Regions from separate parts of the Mus musculus genome. Here region 1 is linked to region 2. Evidence: chromatin contacts called from public promoter capture Hi-C data. All regions are on one chromosome and are shown on one strand. Each heading gives the region's core, a stretch centred on a gene start, on an enhancer-like site or on the middle of the called end of the contact. The rest is flanking DNA. Distances are from core to core; before and after follow the strand shown.

Evidence for each region. Promoter capture Hi-C pulls out the DNA fragments that hold promoters and counts their contacts.
Region 1: a contact with region 2 is called in a promoter capture Hi-C map of embryonic stem cells, with 2.0 times the contacts expected there. The contact joins the promoter of Slco1a1 here to the promoter of Slco1c1 in region 2. A contact is called at or near these places in 3 of 39 promoter capture datasets (the 3T3-L1 cell line, embryonic stem cells and liver) and 1 of 9 other capture datasets (adipose tissue).

What each region holds. Positions count from the first base shown.
Region 1 is chr6:141,945,703-141,951,613 of GRCm38.p6, reverse strand. Slco1a1 (solute carrier organic anion transporter family, member 1a1) reads left to right here and starts at 4,652. Exons shown (of 14, transcript NM_013797.5): 1 at 4,652-5,035. The coding sequence starts at 4,976.
Region 2 is chr6:141,521,176-141,527,184 of GRCm38.p6, reverse strand. It overlaps Slco1c1 (solute carrier organic anion transporter family, member 1c1), which reads right to left and starts at 2,831. Exons shown (of 15, transcript NM_021471.3): 1 at 2,443-2,831. It also overlaps the pseudogene Gm52854.

The DNA of each region.
Region 1 (5,911 bases), core at 3,403-5,902, 420 kb before region 2:
CTGAAAGTACCCTGATATAGCTGTCTCTTGTGAGACTATGATGGGGCCTAGCAAACACAGAACTGGATGCTCACAGTTAGCTATTGAATGGATCACAGGGCCCCCATTGGAGGAGGTAGAGAAAGTACCCAATGAGGTAAAGGGATCTGCAACCCTATAGGTGGAACAACAATATGAACTAACCAGTACCCCCCAGAGCTCATGTCTCTAGCTGCATATGTATCAGAAGATGGCCTAGTCGATCATAAGTGGAAAGAGAGTCTCATTGGTTGTGCAAACTTTATATCCCTCAGTATAGGGGAAGGTCAGGGCCAAGAAGTGGGAGTGGGTGGGTAGGGGAGTGGGTTGGGGAGGGTATGGGGGACTTTTGGGATAGCACTGGAAATGTTAATGAAGGAAATACCTAATTAAAAAAAGAATGAAAATGCAACATTAATATGTAATAAAATACCATATCTAAAATAATAAGGGCTGGAGAGATGGCTCAGTATTTAAGAGTACTGACTGTTCTCTAGAGGTCCTGAGTTCAATTCCCAGCAACCACATGGTGGCTCAAACCATCTGTAATGGGATTCCATGCCCTCTTCTGGTGTGTCTGAAGACAGTGACAGTGTACTTATATAAAACAATCTTTATCTTTAGCAAATGAAAATCTTTAAAAAAATAAATACTTAAAAGTAAAAAAAAAAAAAAAAGTTGGAATTCTGCCAGGTGTGGTAGTTCACGCCTTTAATCCCAGCACTTTGGAGGCAGAGGCAGGCAGATTTCTGAGTTCAAGGCCAGCCTGGTCTACAGAGTAAGTTCCAGGACAGCCAGGGCAATACAGAGAAATCCTGTCTCAAAAATAAACAAACAAACAAACAAACAAGCAGAGTTGGAATTCTGTTCATGTTGCTATCTTCTTTAAGTTTGTTGAAAGATTACTTTCTTGCTTTTTCCAGAGCATAGTTTCCCTCTTTGTGTTGGAGTTTTCCCTTTATTATCCTTTGAAGGGCTGGATTTGCGGAAAGATATTGTGTAGATTTGGTTTTGTCATGGAATAGTTTGCTTTCTCCCTCTATGGTAATTGAGAGTTTTGCTCTTTATTAGCCTGGGCTGGCATTTTGGTTTTTTAGGGTCTATATGACATCGCCCAAGATCCTCGGGCTTTTATAATCTCTGGGGAGAATTCATGTGTAATTCTGATAGGTCTGTCTTTATATGTTACTTGACCTTTTTCCCTTACTGCTTTTAATATTCTTTGTTTTGTGCATTTGGTGTTTTGATTATTATGTGATGGAAGGAATTTCTTTTTTGGTCCAGACTCTTTTGAGTTCTGCTGTCTTCTTGTATATTCATGGGCATCTCTTTCTTTAGGTTGGGGAAGTTTTCCTCTATAATTTTGTTGAAGATATTTACTGTCCCTTTAAGCTGGAAATCTTCCTTCTCATCTATACTTATTATCCTTAGGTTTGATCTTCTCATTGGGCCCTAGATTTCCTGGATGTTTTTGGTTTAGGATCTTTTTGCATTTCATATTTTCTTTGATTGTCAATGTTTTCTATGGTATCTTCTGAAGCTGAGATTCCCTCTTCTATCTCTTCTATTCTGTTGTTGATGCTTGCATCTATGACTCCTGATCTCTTTCCTAGATTTTCTATCTCCATAGTTGTCTCCCTTTGTGATTTCTTTAAGGGAGTTATTTATGCCCTTTTTATAGTCCTCCATCATCATCATGAGAAGTGACTTTGGATCCACATCTTGCTCTTCTGGTGTAATGGTGTATTCAGGATTTGCTATGGTGGGAGAGTTGGGTTCTGATGATGCCACATATCCTTGCTTTCTGTGGCTTCTGTTTTTATGATTGCCTCCCAACATCTGATTATCTCAAGTGCCCCCTGCCCTCAATATATCTGATTGGAGTCTGTCCTTCCTGTAATCCTGGTTGAGACAGAATTCCTCAGAGTCCAGCTTTCTCTGTGATCCTGTGATTTCAGCATCCTGTGATCCTGAGATTCTGGGTGTGTCAGAGTTCTTGGCTGTCAAGCTTCCTCTGAGACCCCAAGATCCTTGTGTGCTCAAGCTCCTGGGATCCTGGGATCCTAAGATCCTAGACATGTTAGAGAGCCCATAAGTGGTACCTCCTCTGGGGACCGTGATGCTGTCCTCTGAGTTCAAAACCAGGGTAGACCAGAGCCGACCTGAAGGAACCAAGCAGCTGTTCAGGCGGGGCTCCTGTGTCCCTGAACGTGCTGGCCCCAGGCACTTCTAGTTGTGTTGGACCAGATTTTGTGTTCCACTCACTAGTGATCCTGGGATCCTGGGCATGCTAGGGTGCCTGAGGGGTAGAGAGTCTTCTGGGCACCATGGGACCGTCCACTGAGTTTGCGCCCAAGGTAGCCCAGAGCTGGTGCTGACCAGAAGGACTTGTGGCCACTTTTTAGAGGTTTTTATTTGTTTGTTTGTTTGGTTGGTTGGTTTTTGGTTTTCGTTTTTTTAGGTTTATTTTTGCTCATAACAAAAATAGGGAATTGCAGGGGACTTGGTTGACCTTTGACAGAGCCTGATATAGAGGAATTTTTAGAACTTATTATGACAGGTAGTTGGTGAGAGACAGAAATCTCTTGGATATTACACATCCATATGTAAGATCTACCCTATACAGGGGAAGAAACAGAATGGAGGAGAGAGCAAGTTTAGATATCAAATCAGCAACTTGAATCAGTTTGAAATGGTAAGATTGTGCACACGGCTGAAGGTGAGTATGGCATACACCCAGAAGAAGCTCCAACATGTAATAAAAACACATGTTCCTATATGTTCATAGCAGCCTTATTTATAATAGCCAGAAGCTAGAAAGAATCCAGATGTCTCTCAACAGAGGAATGGATACAGGAAATGTGATACATTTACACAATGGGGCACTACTCAGCCATTAAAAACAATGGCTTCATGAAATTCGCAGGCAAATGGATAGAACTTGAGAATATCATCCTGAATGAGGTGACTCAGTCACAAAGGAACAACAATATGAACCAGCCAGTATTCCCAGAGCTCCCAGGGACTAAACCACCAACCAAAAAGTACACATGGAGGGACCCATGGGATTTGGAACTCTGATAAATGTTTAAAATGTTCTATAAACTTAGAGCCATTCCAGGTCACTTGTTAAGTGGATGTGTTAGAGGATTTTCATAAATTAATGCTGTGGATCTACCTGAGATGTCATCCAGGTATGTTGAAATAAATCGTCTAGAGTAAATACGAATAAATCCTACTTTCAAGATGAAAAGTACAAAGTTTAGTGAGGTTGAATAGACCTTGCCCCCTTTCTCCATCGCATATAAATACTTATAATAACATATCACCTATACACAGAGAGACATGTTTATCCATACACAATATGGATGTCATAAATAACCATGTAGACCTCTCTATTTAGGTATCTGGTCATTTCCTAACTTCTACAGTTTCAAACCTGCAGTGCTAGATTCTTTCCCAGATCATAGACTTATTTATTGTTTTTACTTTGTTTTCATGTTTAAAATGATTCACTGTCTCCCCAGGTTTCTGTGAATCAACAGTGCCCCAGAAAGTGTTTCTCTTCTTGAGACTCCAGAGAAGTCTTGTAATGAAAAGAACCCACAAAGGAAGCTTTGGCTTCAGTGAGGCAGAGGTTCAGTATAATCATAACAAATACTGTCCCATTCGGAAAGGCAGGAGCCCTCAAGTAAATTCAAAGGGCATCACCTGGGTCTCATTTGCTTTGGCAAAAGAATTGAGAAGCTTGGTTTCAACCACGTTGTCATTAGCTTAAGGCCAGAGTTTAATAAATTCTAAGAATATCTTTAACATTGCCAAAGAATCAGCATAGATTTTTGTGTTTGCTTTTTCAATAGAAATCAAACAAATCCAATCTTACCTGATGCAGTTATTTATAAGGTTAGTCAGAGTAAATAAAAAACAAAAAGAAAAAAAAACAGAAAAAAAAACCTCAAAACAAAAACTGCCTAGATATTTTTATAACATTTCAGTAACTGGTTAAATTACTCCTATTTGTGTGTGTGTGTGTGTGTGTGTGTGTGTGTGTGTGTGTGTGTGTGTGTGTGTGTGTGTATGGATTTGTCTGTCCATAAGTATGTGTGCAGGTGTACATGTATACATGTGCATATTACAGAAGCCAGGAGTCAATGCTGAATGTCTTCCTGTAGGATGTTCTTTTTGATGTTCTATGATGGGGTCTCTTCATTCAGTTTCTTGGTGGTTAACGTGATTAGAATGCCAGATTGGCGCACTGCAGTGATCCTGTTCTTTGGGTCTTCCCAGTGATGGGCTTACAGGCATGTGAAGAGAAGCCTAGCTCTTTTACTTGCCTGGTAATAATTAAAAGTCAGGGCCTCAAGCTTAAAAAAAATCAAACACTTTACCACTGAACCACCACCTCCCTATCTGTGCTGGACAGTTTTATATGAATTTGACATTCACTAGAGTAATTTGGGAAGAGTGGCCTTCTGTTGAGAAAAATGTCCAAATGAGATTGACCTATGATCTAGCATGTAGTGCATTTTCTTTATTTATAATTGACATGTGAAGGTCTAGCACATGGTAGGTGGGTCTTGTTTGGTAGGTAGTCCTGGGTTGTATAAGAAGGTCAAGCAAGTCTTGAGGAGCAGAGCTGGAAGCAGCATTCCTCCTTGGTTTTTGCATTGACTCCAGCATCCAGGTTGCTGCTTTGGGCTCCTGTCCTGACTTTCCTCAGCAATGAAGTTAATAAACAACTGTGAGCTAAAATAAACCCTTTCCATTTCATTTCTCTTTGGTCCTGGTATTTTGTCACAACAATAGAAACTCTGACTAAGGCACTCTATCCTTAAGAGAGATTTTTTGGGGGGATGACTCGTTACAGTTCAGAAAATAATTTATTTAACAGCTTTCTCTGAGAAAGACAGCAGTAGGACTTTTAAAGCAAAGAAACTGGAAACATTTGAAGAACACCATGGAAGAAACAGAGAAAAAGGTTGCAACACAAGAAGGCAGATTCTTCTCCAAGATGAAGGTAAGGATTGTTTCTATGTGTGCATGCACATACTCATGAGAGTCTTCTCAAATAAGCATTGAAAGTGCTTGTAACATTGCTCAGCTCACACAAAAATTTCCAGCACAAATGCTTTTTTACCCAATGTGTTGTCAGTTATTTGCCTTAGAAACTGTTGGTTTTATAATGAGGGATGTCAGACCAGTATTATTCATTCAGGAAACAGAATAATTTAGGGCAGTGGTTCTCAACTGATGAGTTCTCAACATATGGGTCAGATGGCCCTTTCACAGGGGTCACATATCCATTATTCTGCATATCAGATATTTAAATTACAGTTCATAACAGTAGCAAAATGAAAGTTACAAAGTAGTAATGAAAATAAATTTATGGTTTGAGTCAATACAAGAGGAAGAACGATATTACATGGTCATGGCATCAGGAAAGCTGAGAAACACTACTCTAGAGTTTCTTACAGAAGAATGGGGTTTTGAATGTTTTAGGTATGTATTATGTTGTGATAGAATTTAGTCTGAAGTCAGGGGTTAATCCAGTGCTCAGCTTCAGAATCCTGACAGAAGGTGAAGGGTCATAGCTAGAAACCGGCTCCATAACATAAGCGCTTTGTTCATTAATATGTAAAGACGACTTCATGACCTGGCTAGAAAAATGTTTCCTTCAAGCTTTGGCAACATAATAATCATTGTTTGTAAGAAAATAGTCCATTCTGTTAGATGCTTTGGTGGGGTTTGATATTTTAGAAACAATTATTGTTCTCATAGTTCCAGAGGCATCTTTGCATCATAGAATGTGAGCATATATTAACCCATGAAATTTGAGCATTGGCTTAGTTTCTATAGAGTTCCACAAAATGTTCCTCTCTAAGATGTTGTCTCT
Region 2 (6,009 bases), core at 1,582-4,081:
CTGCAAGCTTTCTAACAGTTTACTGTAGCTTGATGCTTAGCCAGTTTTACATTAGGAATTCAACATACATGATACAGGGATGAGGGTACTCAGCCGCATTAACAACTTGGAAAAAAAGAAAGAAGCAAATGGCGATGTTACAGTGAATTCTCAGGTGAACTTTCCAGTTATGAAAACATGTATTTTGCATTTGTAAATATTTTAACTGTTTTTATTAAGGCATGGACTAAACTATTCTTTGACACCTGTTGGGTAGAGTGAAAATTTAAAGCCATAATGGTAAAGGATGGCATACTGATTGTAAAATAAACAAATGATAATAATAATAATAATTTTTATGTCTCTTTCATAATATAATTTTTCTAACTGCAATAAAGCCACCGAACTTATATATTCCTGTCCTATTAAGCCCATGTTTCATTAGTAGTACACCTTATAATATTTAATTTACATTTTCTTTCTAATGTGCTTGTCTGCATGTGTCAGTATAAGTCCTAGATGGTGATTCTAGACTGACGGTTAAATAAAGTTCCTAACACGGCTTTCAGTCGGAAAATAAAAAAATGTGATCCTTGCTGAGCAGTGGTGGCGCACGCCTTAAATCCCAGCACTTGGGAGGCAGAGGCAGGCACAGGCGGATCTCTGAGTTCGAGGCCAACCTGGTCTACAGCGTGAGTTCCAGGACAGCCAGGGCTACACAGAGAAACCCTGCCTTGAAAAAACAAAACAAAACAAAACCATAATCCTTTACAAAAATGATATAATTAAATTTGACCTGTTAAGGGGTTATTGATACACTGTTTCCTGTTCAACATGATTTTAAAGCTCTTAACTAGAATATGCAAATAAGTGTTCAATAATGTCATACATCACTCTAACTAAAGCTTTCTTTAAAAGAGCAAATGGCTTGACTATAAGATGTGTGCGCCATACAGTAGCAATGCTAAAAACAATAATTCAAAATTTTGAGATGTTTCAGTATGCTATTTTCTTGTATTTGGAGATGTTACATAATCATTCTAATGGGAACAATGGTCAGGTATCCTGGTCTGGGTTGATGTTGTGATCTGGCAAAGTAACACTTAAAAAATTGACACTGCATAGTTTTGCAGAAACTGAACTGCATTTTAATGCCTAATATGCAAATCAGCATGCCCGCAATATGCTTCAAGGAGGCTCCAGCTGGTGGTTATTGTGAGTCTCTCATTGCCTTGAAAGGATAGGAAGAAATGTTCAATGACATGAATGGGTAGACATCCATGGTCAAAGCCAGAGCCCACTTCTCCTCATCTGCATTTGCATAGAAGGACTAGAGCACAGTTTGGATATATCCTTTATCTCTTGGTTCACTTGATTCTATTTTTCCAAAAATTAAAGATAAGTAATAAAAAGACAGATGATAAAGTTTTCATTCAATATTTTAGGTTAAGGTATAACAGATTTTAAAAAGAACAAGCCAAGCTTTTATTTTATTTTTTTTTTATAAAAAGCTGAATTCTCTGTTTACATGGATTGGTTTCAGAATCTAGTCTTTAAAGGAGCACAGGTGGCTAAGATAGGTTAAGTTGAGTCACACAGATGCACATAGGCCCTGTGCTCTGAACCAGTGAGGAAGATGCAGCCAATCTGCATGGGCTGTAAAGAGGCCCAGAGAGGAACCCATGATCAGTTTCCCTTCTTGAACATCTCTGCACCAGCAAAGTGTTCTGACTCTGGGAGTCTTCTCTTCCAGGGGTCTTAAAAATAACCTGGGGTTTTTTTCATGAGAAGCAATGTGTCTTACACAGAATTCCAATCTCCCACCCCTAACTACAAATAATTTTAGTATCAAACTCACATATCATAAACACCACCTCTATTCAGTGTGATATATGCATATATTGTAACCTTTAAAATAATCCCAAAACTTCAACATCATCATCTTGACTTATAAAATCATTTAGTTCACAGATGTTAAGCAATCTAACAGAAACTACCCAACTAGTAAGTAACAAAGCCTAAATCTGAAAGCAGATCTGAGTTTACCTGTCATCTTTAATCAGAATCCTCTCCTATTTCACCCAGCTAACAAGGGAAGCCATTGGCTTTTACTGAAGTAGCATAGATAAGCTAAAGCCTTGCAGAAATTAGTGTCAAATTATCAACATCTGTCCTGGGAGAACAAGGCATATTGCTCACACAAATAAAAGCAGATGATTAGATAGATAGATTAGATGGATGGCTAGATAGATAGATAGATAGATAGATAGATAGATAGATAGATAGATACATAGATAGATAGATAGATAGATACATAGATACATAGATACATAGATACATAGATAGACACATAGATAGATACATAGATAGATACATAGATAGATACATAGATACATAGATACATAGATACATAGATACATAGATAGACAGATAGACAGATAAACAAGAAAAGCCAAATCCTACCTGGAGGTAGAAGTCAAAGCTGTCCAGTTCCTTTCAGAATGTTCGCAAGGGTCTGGATCACAGAGCACAGTCTGAAACAGGAAACTGAGGCAGCACCCCACAGAAGTTGTGAACAGTTCTGGCAAGTCAAGAGAGCTGGTGGGCACAGACAGGGCAGATTAGAGGAAAGAAAAGACCAAGGGTCTGATCTCACCCCTGAGCAGTCTTTCTCTTTCGTCTTTCCAGTTGGCCTCTTTTTTTCTGGCAGTCTGCAGGGAATTGGGCACCCTGGCAAGGGCACTGCCCTGCATCTCAGCTCCCAGGGCACAGAAAGAGCTGGAGCCTTTGAGCCATTTCTTTGCAATTTGCAGCAAGTTTAAGGCCACACGTGATAAAGCTTTGTTTATAGAGGAACAAGGAAAATAAAAAAAAAAAAAAAGAAAAGACCATTTGTGATTTTTACTTGCTGATCCCAGAAAACACCATTCCACAGGGGGTTGGGGGGGTGAGGAAACAGAAGCCAGGGCAGGGAAGGAAGTTAGTAACAAAGACCCCCTCCCCTTCTCCTTCCAATCAGTCTTCCAGCCAGCCAGTCCTAAGGGACATCAAGGGGCCAGGCTTGTTGTGTTGTATTTATTTGTTTGCTATTATTTTTTTAAAAAAATATCTTGGGCCAGTTCCCTGCTTTGTTTCCCTCACCATTGGGCTTCTAGAATCTGCAGGAATACTTTCAGGTCAGGATCAAAGCTCTGCAGGATCCTTCCAGGGGGAGTTCACTTTCAAAGCAAAAAAATCAATAGCTCCATCCACACACCCTATGAGCCTTGAAATTTGACAAAATAGCAATTGGATTTTTTGGCATTCAGTTACTTACACTACCTAAGCCTAAGGAAAGAGAAAGCTTTGCTCTGAGAAAAAATTCAAACCAAACCTCTTCCCAAGAGAATGATTTTAGAGGATTTGAGAAATACTGATTTTTTTTTCCCATTTTGATTCCACCAGTAAGTAAATTTGTCACCAGGATTCTCCAAGGTTCAACTTAGTCTTCCAGGGCTGTGACTCTGAGCAGGGCACCTAATCTCAAAATGTTCTGCTATTGAGCTATGTATTTGTTATTCAGAATGAGATTTCCATGGAATATCCAAAGATTAAATGATGTCATATCTACTCCGAACAAAAATCCAAAATGAGCAGACAGTGGCGCCTTTATCACAGATGTAACTTCAGCTGCCACAATGGTTACGATGAGTAGCCAGTTGTTTTCAATTTTACTTTTGCTTTTATGTATATGTGTTTCTATAAGTTTATTTGCACCACATGCATATATAACTGCCTAGTCCAGAAATGGTGTTGGATCCCCAGAAACTGGAGTCCTAAGTGGTTGTGAGCTGCTCTACGGGTACTGAACTACAACCTTCTATGGGAGCAGCCACTGCTCTTAACCACTGAGCCATCTCCATAGCCCTATTAGCCAACATTTTCATGAGTACATTTTACTGCAAAAGATAAAAGAAGAAGGAAAGAAACTTGGGCTTATCTTAAACCTTACAAAAAAGCAATGGGCTAGGAGTGGTGCTGCACTTAACCCCACCACTGAAGAGGAAACAGTAGATTTAGCTCCGTGAGTTCAAAGCCAGCCCAAGACTGTCTTAACAAAACAAAACAGAACAAAACAGAACAAAACAAAACAAAACAAAACAAAACAAAACAAAACAAAACAAAACGGAAGCACTTGTATGTAGACTCTTGTAAGACCAAGAACATTATTTTAGCAGTCAAGCTGGGACTGCCTTGCCTTCAGAAGCAGGGATCAAACATCTTTGTGTTAAATTTTTCAATATGTCCACAAGTGGTGATTGACTATCAAAGGGGGAAGGGTGCATATCAACCAAAATGACAAAGGACTTGTTTATCTTTACCAAAACAAACCAAACAAAACTTAGTTCTCCCATTTGAGTGTACTTTGAACTATTACAGTGTTTTTCAAATCAGTCTCTAACACAACTCCTTTCCTTGCACAATCCACAGTCAACATGAGTACACGTAGCTAACATTTACACATTCCTTACAGCCTCTGGAACACAGCCTTGTACGGATTGTATACTACATTGCTGTCATTCTCACCTCCAAATTCTAAATCCCCACTCCTTAAACTGTGCACTTAACCCCCAAATGGGGTTGCCTACCTAAATAAGGGGGTTACAAAAATGTGTCAAGAGTACAAAGTTTCTAGATGTGTAACAGAGTTAATACAAAATCAAATGGGTACGAAATCTGAGGTGTTTCTGGTAGAGTTCAGCTGTGGTGAATCGTGAGACTCCACCGAAGGCTGGGCTCTGAACACACCACACATCCACTTGGCCTTGAATATGCCTGTGTGGCTCACAGTGCCCACAAACAGTGTCTGAAACACAGGCTCAGATTCCAGGCAATTTCATGGTATTCATTTGCAGGGTCTTAACTGCGGAGCTAAGTTTTCTGCCTTTTGTATGTATGTATGTATGTATGTATGTATGTATGTATGTATGTATGTATGTATGTAAGTATTTATTTATTTATTTATTTATTTTTGATTTAATAAAGTTTTATCTTCCCAAATGCTCAGCTGATTGAACCTATTCATATATCCTCATCAGCAGCTGGTGTCTCAATCCTTTATGTTTCTGGTGTAAATTACTTGGGCTGTGTGCTTAGGCTGTCTGTCCTGGCCAACGAACAGCCAATCTTCAGTAGCCCTAAGACCACAGTAAGAGAAATGAGCTTACAGTTGGGAACATCCTTACAGAGTTTTTTGTATGTAGGTTTGTCAAACAGGACAAGATTGTTGAAGTTGTTCCAAACTTTGCCTTTGGACCACTTCCTTTTGACCTTGTCACTAGACTTATATACTGAGTCTTTGTCTTCTTTGGCCAACTTTCTTGCATCTTTCTTCTTGTTGTCCTTGGGCTCAGAGGGTGACAGAGACTGTACCCTCACTAAGATGTCAGAAGTGGGGAAAATTTTCTGCTCTCATAGAAGCAAAGTGGTTTAATTATAAAACAAACAAACAAACAAACAAGAATTTCAATGCTTTCCTGATGTCACTCTTCGACCTACATCAAATTAGCCTATACATCTATTATATTATATTAAAATGTTTGATTCAACAATTTATGTTTGAGTTGCTAACTTGAATTTTATTTTTTAAAATTCTTCAGTTAATCTTAGTTTGAGATTAGGACAGAATTTCCAATAATTTCTGAAATGGCCCTAAGCATATTTCTGCCATTTTGTATCATATATTTTTATAAAATCTTATTATCAGCATTGATGTTTAAAAACTCAAAGTTTGAATCAGCTCCGGAAATTATTTAATATGCTTTCCACCCAGCAATATCAAATATTTAGCCAAAACTTATTTTTTATGTAAAACAAGTATCTCATTAGTATGCAAGATTGCTTTAATCTTTATGTTTGATAAAACTGTATTTATATCAAAGGGTTACTTTGAAATAAATTTCTTTATGGCTTAATAATTAAATTTATTTGATACATCTGTGTCATGTAAAATGTCCTAGGAAAACAAGTATAAAGTAGAAAAATTTAAGA